Regions from separate parts of the Sus scrofa genome. Here regions 1 and 2 are each linked to region 3. A link is a contact called in public Hi-C data. All regions are on one chromosome and are shown on one strand. Each heading gives the region's core, a stretch centred on a gene start, on an enhancer-like site or on the middle of the called end of the contact. The rest is flanking DNA. Distances are from core to core; before and after follow the strand shown.

Region 1 (2,702 bases), core at 8-2,507, 370 kb after region 3:
CCACGGAATATACAAAATATATCAAATAGTTCCATCATTTTTCTACCAACAGGCTCCTACATAGGTCCTACACATACTCAGACCTGGGATGCATGGAGAAAGGCCTGGAAGGGCACACCCCTAATTATCAAGCCCTTGGATCAGGTCAGCTTTTGGATTGTGTGGGTGTAACAAAATCATTTGGACAGGCATGTGATGTGAGAGACTTGGGCAGAAATTTATTTGAAGAACTAAGGCATAGCTTTGTTTTTTAGTTGATTCATTCATTTACTGAATCAACAACTTTTTTTTTTTTTTTTTTTTTTTTTTTTTTTTTTTTGCCACCCCCTGGTCTATGGAGTTCCTGGGCCAGGGATCAGACCTGAGCCACAGTTGGGACCTACACCACAGCTGCTGCAAGCCTGGGTCCTTTGAACCTGTGTCCCGGCGCTGCAGAGACGCTGCCGATCCCACGGCGCCGCAGCGGGAGCTCCAGCAACTTCTGCTTGTTCTTTCTTCCTTGCCAGGCACCACGGTGGCCAGGAAAGGTGGGGGGGGGAGGCCATGGGTAAACACACACTTAGGGTTATAATCCGCAAAGCCAGGGGAGAGGGGCACTCGGGGCATGAAGGGGGGGCGTCTGCCCCAGCAGGCGACGCTGGAGCTGAGGCCGAAGAGGGCGGCATCAGCATTGTGACTGGGAGCAGGGCTGGGGGCATGGGGCTAGTGGCAAAGGAGAACCGCAGGTCAGAGTCGGGGCGGGCCCGGCCAAGCGATGTGTCTGCAGGGGCGTCTTCGCGGAGGAGCTGAGCAGGGTGTAAACAGAACCTCGTCCAGGACCTGCGACCTGGGGTGGAAGGGGCCCTGCTGGGCCGGGAGGTCAGAGGCCCTGCTTGCTGTCCCGACGCAGCAGGATAAAATGGTCCCGATTAGAGGCCCGGCTCTACGCTTCACAGCTGCGTGGCCTTAGGTGACTGACTTAACGTCTCCAGGCCACAGCTTAGCGTGTAAGGCAGAGATGAGGGCGGTACCCACCTCACTGGGAAAACCAACAGCAATGACAGATGCCAACCTAGCATCGTGTCCGTGTCCACACCCTTCACTGTCTCGGAACAACGCGGCGGACCTGAGAGGGGCCCCTCTCTGGGCCTGAGTTTCCACGTTTACAAATGGAAGATGGACAACTGAGTCCTGAGCGTCCCTTCACCCTCATGGTCTTGGTTCTAAGCCTCTGAGTGTGTGGGGCTGCGTCCGGCAGAAGGTCCGACCATGATCTAGGCTGGTCCAGGGACGCTTGGTCCCGTGGGGGCCCCACCGGTCTGAGCTGAAGTCCCGATCCCCAGGGAAGAGCGGTCCTCCGGCCAGGGCACGTGTGTGGCCTCCTAACGCCACGTCTGCACCTCTCCTCGTCCTGGGGGACCCCTCGCCTCCGTGCAATTGGCAGGACGCAGGCCTGTTTTTCTGGCCGAGACAGTGTTGCGATGGGGCCGTGCTTTTCCTCTGGTTCCACACATTGTTCTGCAGAGAAACGTTTACAAAAATCAAAGGGGTTCCTGAGGTCTTTGGGAAGCTTCTGGTGGGGGGGAACAAAGGGCCTGGCTTTGAGATCAGAGTGTTGGGGCCACAGTGTCGGCAGCAGGGGAGCCTCGGGCAGACGGTCGCACGGCGGGGTTCTCCGAGGCCTCGCTCCCATCACATCCGACCGCAGCCTGAACCTGCTTCCTGCCGCCACCGCGCCAGCAGGAGCCAGGAGCTGGGCTGGAGCCAGCCCCGGACGGAACCTGGGAGAGGGAGAGCCGGACCCGGGCCTGCCGGTCCCGAGGGAGACAGCCTGCTCTGGGCCGAGCTGCTGTGTGGGTGCATCCAGTCTCGAGGGGGGCCCCCCTGACTCGTCGTTCTCTCCACCAAGAGCTCAGCTCCCGCCTGCAGCTCGGCTGGCGGTGCCTTCCTCTGCTGGGCTGACCTTGCACACAGCCAGGCATCTCCTTAAGGTTCCCTCAGGCCTCCTGCTTTCCTGGGAGGCGTCCTCTGAGCCCAGATCAGTCACTCAGGGGCCACCTTAGCTAGCGCCTCCTTGGGCGCCCTGCACAGAGGCCCTTGGCCTGTCCGTGAGCTTTTCCATCTCGGGAAAAGGGCACACGTGCTCCTACCTGTACCTGGTTGGCTTTTCTCCTGTTTCTTAGCAAAGCTGGAACCTTCTCACCCCCCACGTCTTCACTGAATAGCCGCTTCCCTAGAGAGGCCTCCGTGACCCGCTCGCTAAGGGACCCCAGAGAGGACATTAACTAGTGGGTGGAGCAAAAGCCTCCCAGACGGCGTGGACGGAGCTCTCCTCAGGGCTCACCCACTGCATGAACCCCCAGGCCCTCGTCCCCCAAACTTGGCTCTCGTCCCTCTTTGTTCACTTGGCTCTTTAAGACCAAAACTCTGTCTCTGAACAGGATCTTCCACCAGGTCCCCGCGGCCCTGAGGAGGACGCGTGTCTCTGCTGGTTGTTAAGGTGCCAAACAGCTCTTCCCAGCGACACAGCTGGGAGGTCCAGGGCTGTCCCGCGCAGGAGAAAAGGACTGCGAATCAGAAGACCTGGCTTCCAGGTTTACTCTCACGTCCCAGCTCGGGCCACCAAGTAATTCCTGGTGTGTCCGTCCACTCAGCTGTACTGAGTAAGAGTGTCCATAAAACATTGTTATACTGTCAAATTCTCCCTTTCCCGTGCGTGTCCC
Region 2 (2,775 bases), core at 160-2,659, 330 kb before region 3:
TGGAGGGAGGCCAGGGATCAAAAGCACATCCTCACGGGCACTAGTCAGCTTCACTTCTGCTGCTCCCCAACAGGAACTCGCCGAAGGGAGGATTTGAGCTCATTCTTACACTTGAGCAAGATTACACGACACCAGGTCCTTAATAAAACATAAAGGGTGGATGATGAAGAGTTGGCAAGAGACTAAGTTTGTGAAACGGTGTCTTGAGGATGCAGATGGTATGAAATGGGGTTTATCAGTGCCCAGGCTCAAGCGCTTGGACTTTTCAGTTGTTCAGTGAGGACTCTGACAAAATAATCTAAAGATGGAAGTATTGTGCTTTTTACCGCCACACCTGTGCCATATGGAAGTTTCCAGGCTGAGTCAAATGGGAGTTGCAGCTGCCTGCCTACACCACACCACGGCAACGCCGGATCCTTAACCCACTGAGAGAGGCCAGGGATTGAAACGCATCCTCGTGGATACTAGTCGGGCTTGATACCGCTGAGCCACAACAGGAACTTCCACTGACTGACCTTTTAGGACAAGACTTCTGCTGAATCCAATGCTGGATGTCACATCAGTTCCAGATTTCACACCAAGAGCCCCAGCGACAAGGAGGACAAAAGGGCACTAGAAGGGGTGTCCGGGAGGAGTTTACCTCCCTAATGTTTCCAACACACTGCGGTCCCTGGTCTTTGCGAGGAAGGGGCCCCGCCTGATAATTTATGAGTTTGGTAGAGGGGGGTCCAAGTCTTAGCCCTGCGAGTGACTCCGGTTCTGACTTCAGGCCAGGCTCTGGTCCTCTCCGTGTCCTCTCGGGGTCTCCACCCATCCAGCGAAATAATTTCAACTTAGGCTATGAGTCTCAAAGAAGCGCAGGTCCTGATTTGCACTTAGCCAGGAGTGCCGCTTTTTAAAACCAAGATAATCAAGTCCTCTCTCCGCTGCAGCCTCGGTTCCCCCATGTGTCTAAGGCGCTGGGGGCGTCTCTTAGCTCCCCGGTCCTGCTCCCAGGTATCCAGGTCCGCGATGAGCACTAGGGAAGGTGCGGGGACCCGGAATGATGGGCGGCTGGGGGTGGGCAGCCCTCAGCCGCAGGAGGGTGGTCGGGATCACCCCAAGAGGTGGGGACCGGGTTCCGACGCTAGACCCGCCTCCACCCTGCGGACCAAGGACGCAGCCCCACGCACGCCCCCTCCCAAGCCCGGCCACCGCGCCCGCGGCGACCCTTGGTGCGGGCGACCCCTGGTGCGGGCTTCCTCCCACCGCGCCCGGGACACAGCTAACCGCGCGGAGGTTGGCACCGCTCTCTCCCCGCGTCTCGAGGCCGCTCCCCGCTGCTCACCTCTGGGGTCCGGGCACCTCGCGCGCCCTCGCTCCCAGGCGCGTCCTCCGCCTGGCGGGACCGAGCTGACTCGGTGACGCGGGCAGAGGCAGCCCACGCCCGGCCGTGCCTCGCTTTTAAGCGGCCGGTCCCCTCGTCCGCCCATCGCCCGGCCCCTGCAGAAGGCGGGGCCGGCCGGTCCCGGCGAGGGAGGGGAGCGCGGCGGCGAAGCCCGCAGGTGCCCGCCGAGAGCGGCGGAAGGCGCCGGGCGGAATCCCCGCATGCGCAGTCACCGGATCCCGCAGAAGAGCGATGCGGCCGCCGGCCAATGACGCGGCCGGACTGGCGGGGGTGCCGCCCCCTGGCCGCTCTCCTCCTCACGATTGGCTGCCCTGTGCAGAGGGAGCCACGCGTCCGGGTTTTTAGGGGCTTTGTCCTCCGCTCTGCGTATCTGTGAGTCATCTTCGAAGCAGGCAGGTCACGGGTGCTCCGCCTGTTCTCCGCCTGTTCTCCGCCTGTTCTCCGCCTGAAGCGGAGGGGATGGCAAAGAAGCAGTACGCCGAGGGGGGGCGTTGGGGAAATGCTCAACTGAGGGCAGTAAGCGGGCGTTTGCCAGGGTCATCGTCCTTATCTCTAACTCCTTCGGACTCCGTTCCCTCCCACCCATCGCGCTTTGTAGAGACAGCGAGGCTCGGAATGGGAAAAAGTCAGCTAGAAAGTTACCGGCTTTTGTTGCTCCTGCGTAGTTTACGCGCCACCGAAAGTCCTGTTTGGCCAGAGGCTCTTTTAAAGTTGTAAAGGAAAATATAAAAATGAGTTATTCCCCTCCGCTCAGTGGGTGAAGGACCCAGCTGTTGCCCTGTGAGTTTGCAGGTTTGGCACCCTGGCCTTGCTCAGTGGGTTGCAGCTCTTACGTTGTCCACTAGCTCTGGCGTACGTCTCAGAGGCCCCTGGGATCCGGCGTTGCCGTGGCTGTGGCAGAGGCTGCAGCTGCAGCTCTGGTTAGAACCCCAACTCGGGGAACTTTCCTATGGCACAGGTGCGGCAGTGAAAGGAAAACCATATGCATGAAATGTAATTACAGTCCTCATTTAAAACCCTCCGTGACCTTCCTTGACGTTCATAGATAATAGCAAACTTCTCCCTATGCCCTCAAAACCCTGACTGCTGGGGCCCCAGCCCTACTTCTCACCTCGGATCTCGCCCTCCCTTGTTCCTCTCCATCCTCCTGGCCTCCTTTTCTTGCCAAGCTTGTTCTCTTTCTGGACTGAACACTGTCAGTACATGGTTTCTACTCGGCTTTCCTGTCTCAGCCTAAACGCCCGCCCACCCTTGGCTTGGCTGGGCCCAGCCCCTCACTTCCTGGCATATCCTCTTGACTTAACTCTGCCCACACTGGGCACCCTGATACTGGGTATGTGTAAATTTGTATGTTTTGCGTCGTGTTTTGCCACGGAGGTCCCACGGAT
Region 3 (2,737 bases), core at 140-2,639:
TTTTAACTAGGTCGGACACACTTTGGAGTCACCAGTGAAGACTGTCCTTTTGGGGGTCAGGGGGCCTGGGTTTTGTTAGCACCTCAAAACTTCACCTTAAACCTTAGAAGTCTCTTTCCCTCTGTTCTCAAATTCAAGACATTTAGGTTAAAGCTTTATGAATACAAATATTTAAGCCAGAAATAAAGTAACATGGAGAAATCCTAGTCAAGATATCTTTCAGGATGAACTCCATTACTAACTACTTGATCAGCTTTCAAAGTTGCAGTTGAGGTACATTTTTTTCCTGTTTTAATGACATTCTTTTACTTGGGATAGTAAAATAATGCCGCTTTTGCACTTTCACAACTGAGGCTTTGATTCACTCATTCGTCAGCGTTTGACTCAGACTGCAGATGACAGCAACATGGACATTTCTCCTGGGATCATCACCACTAAGCCCAACCGTCTGAGGTCAAATTTTGTAACCCAAAATGTGGTCAAGAGGTGACTCTGTTCAATGTTTTTGTTTGTTTTAGGGCCGGACCTGTTGCATGTGGAGGTTCGCAGGCTAGGGGTCGATCGGAGCTGTAGCTGCCGGCCTGCACCACAGCCACGCCGGATCCTTAACCCACTGAGCGAGGCCAGGGATCAAACTCGCAACCTCATAACCTCATAGTTCCTACTCGGATTCGTTTCGGCTGCGCCACCACGGGAACTCCTGTCCAATTTCAGTAAAAGTTTTTACTGTGTAGAGTTTTAAACGCTGCCAATCTTATGGTCTAATGGTCATTTTTATCCTGTGTTTCTGGGGTCAACAGCTCATTTTCCCACACGACCAGGATAGGGTGTTTCAAGGCATTTGGGAGGGGGATAACTTTCGTTTTCCCCCGGCTGCAGATCTTACTTTCTATCGACCACGTACGTGCCACTACCCATGACTTGGATATTGGGGTTTTCCTCCGGGATCAAACAGCGTCAGCGGGAAGCAACCCGAAGCCCCAGAGCAGCAGGGCTGGCGCCTGCGCCCCTCTTCCCGGGAGGGGAGAGCGGGCCTCCAGCCCTCCGAAACCCTGGGCGGCCAGAGCCGCCGGGCTGCGCCGCGGGAGCCCCGAGCGCGGCTGCTCGTCTCCCGCTCTCCACCGGAGGCGACAGCTCCGCCACAGCGGAGATCGGCCGGAGCCCCGCAAAGAGCGAAAGGGTGAAAACCGCCTCCGACCAAGAGCAAAGGTCGGTACCCAACTCCCCGGGAGGCCTGACGCATCCCCTCCCACGAGCACTGCAGTGACTCCTCCCTAACACGTCTCGAGGCCTGGGCCGCGCGGCCCCTCACCGAGCAGGCGGGTCTGAGGTGACTAACAGGCAGCCGCGGAGGAGCAGCGGGCGACCGGAAGTGGAAGCGGGCGCGGGGCGGGGCGCGGGGCGGGCGCGGCACGCCTGCGCAGTCCGCGGCGCGGCAGTGCGCCTGCGCGCTTGGGCGGTGACGGGGGACGCTCGGAGCGTGGGCCGCGACTCTCACGGATCCGGTTCCGCCCTCCCTCTCGCCGTCGACCCTCGGGGCTGGCGCCCGCGATCCCTTTCCCAGCGTGCTCCGCGCCGTGAAGAAGCGGCTCCCGGGGACTGGGGGCATTTTGTGTTGGCTGGAGCCGGAGCAACAAGATGGCGGCGTCGGCGGAGTGACAGGGGTCCCTCCGGGCGGGAGCTGGCGGCAGCGGGGGCAGCGGGATCGCCGCCCTAACTCACCGCGCCCCTTTTCCAGCCGGCGACGTCGCCGCGAGAGCGAGGCAGCGGCGGCCGCCAGGAACAAGTGGCCCGGCCCGGCAACCGCGAGCACCGCCTCGGCAGCCTGCGGCCTGGCCGGAGGAAGCCTGACAGCCGCGGAGATCCGGGTCCGCCTGGCCGGTTCCGGGCCTGTAGCGCCGAGAAGGAGCCAGCGCCCCCCGGTTCCTGCCGCGCTCCGCGGACGAGCGCTAGAGGCCTCCGTCGTCCCCTAGAGGTGTCGGGGCTTGGCCCCAGCCTCCATCTTCTCCCAGGATGGCGAGCAGCAGCGGCTCCAAGGCCGAGTTCATTGTCGGAGGGAAGTACAAACTGGTGCGGAAGATCGGCTCTGGCTCCTTCGGGGACATTTACCTGGCGATCAACATCACCAACGGCGAGGTAATCCCCCGGGGTGGGGTTCCCGACCGCGCCTGCCCCCCCCCCCCAGCGGCTCGGGCCTTTGCCCCCCGCGCGCGCGCCCCGGGAAGTCCAGAGGGAGCCGGCTCTCCCGGCCTGGGAACCTCCACCGCTGTCCTTCCCTAAAAGGGAAAGAAGCGAGGCAGACGTTGGGGTACTGTGGAGTTTCCCACCTTACTCGGACTTTTAAACCCATCCTCTAAGGTGAGAACGGCAGAATCCCTATGCTTCGCTCTCTCCCTATTGAATTCTCCTGGGGTTCTTGTTCCAATTAGCGCAGCTTCCGATCGCCTGGCTTCTTCAGGACCTCTCTTTACGTTTTCTGGATGAATCATTTTCCTGCACTTTAGAGGACGTGCCGCTTTCGTCACTGCCCCCTGAAGAGGCCTTTGAGGCTGGATGCCTCGTTTTGTAATTACAAAGAGAGCTTTCTCCTCCTGGCTCTACTGCCGGGAGAGTTGGGGCTTTGCTCACGTCGCCCCGTCCTTTCCGAGTGACATTGAGTCCGTAAGGATGTTGATGGCATCATTCCCTCTCCCCCGCAGGAAGTGGCAGTGAAGCTAGAATCTCAGAAGGCCAGGCA

What was found. A called contact is a pair of places that touch in the nucleus more often than the background predicts.
Region 1: a Hi-C map of retroperitoneal adipose tissue shows a contact between it and region 3, with 2.1 times the contacts expected there. The contact joins the enhancer-like site here to the promoter of ARHGEF37 in region 3. A contact is called at or near these places in 6 of 47 Hi-C or Micro-C datasets (embryonic fibroblasts, heart right ventricle, mesenteric adipose tissue and 3 more).
Region 2: a contact with region 3 is called in a Hi-C map of liver, with 5 times the contacts expected there. The contact joins the promoter of SLC26A2 here to the promoter of ARHGEF37 in region 3. A contact is called at or near these places in 1 of 47 Hi-C or Micro-C datasets (liver) and 1 of 2 datasets of contacts at active chromatin or transcription factors (alveolar macrophages).

What each region holds. Positions count from the first base shown.
Region 1 is chr2:150,289,821-150,292,522 of Sscrofa11.1, reverse strand. All of the region lies in intron 1 of ABLIM3 (actin-binding LIM protein 3), which reads right to left. Among named protein-coding and RNA genes, the nearest start is that of ABLIM3, 31 kb to the right of the region's middle. Within about 2 kb of position 1,257, at least 4 of the 83 cell types and tissues checked have an H3K27ac peak or open chromatin away from gene starts, as enhancers often do. A contact at or near this core is called in retroperitoneal adipose tissue, where this site is marked.
Region 2 is chr2:150,995,502-150,998,276 of Sscrofa11.1, reverse strand. It overlaps SLC26A2 (sulfate transporter), which reads right to left and starts at 1,409. Exons shown (of 4, transcript XM_021085016.1): 1 at 1,328-1,409.
Region 3 is chr2:150,661,122-150,663,858 of Sscrofa11.1, reverse strand. ARHGEF37 (rho guanine nucleotide exchange factor 37) reads right to left here and starts at 1,389. Exons shown (of 13, transcript XM_003124090.6): 1 at 1,313-1,389. It overlaps CSNK1A1 (casein kinase I), which reads left to right and starts at 1,428. Exons shown (of 10, transcript XM_003124088.3): 1 at 1,428-2,136; 2 at 2,700-2,737. The coding sequence starts at 2,014.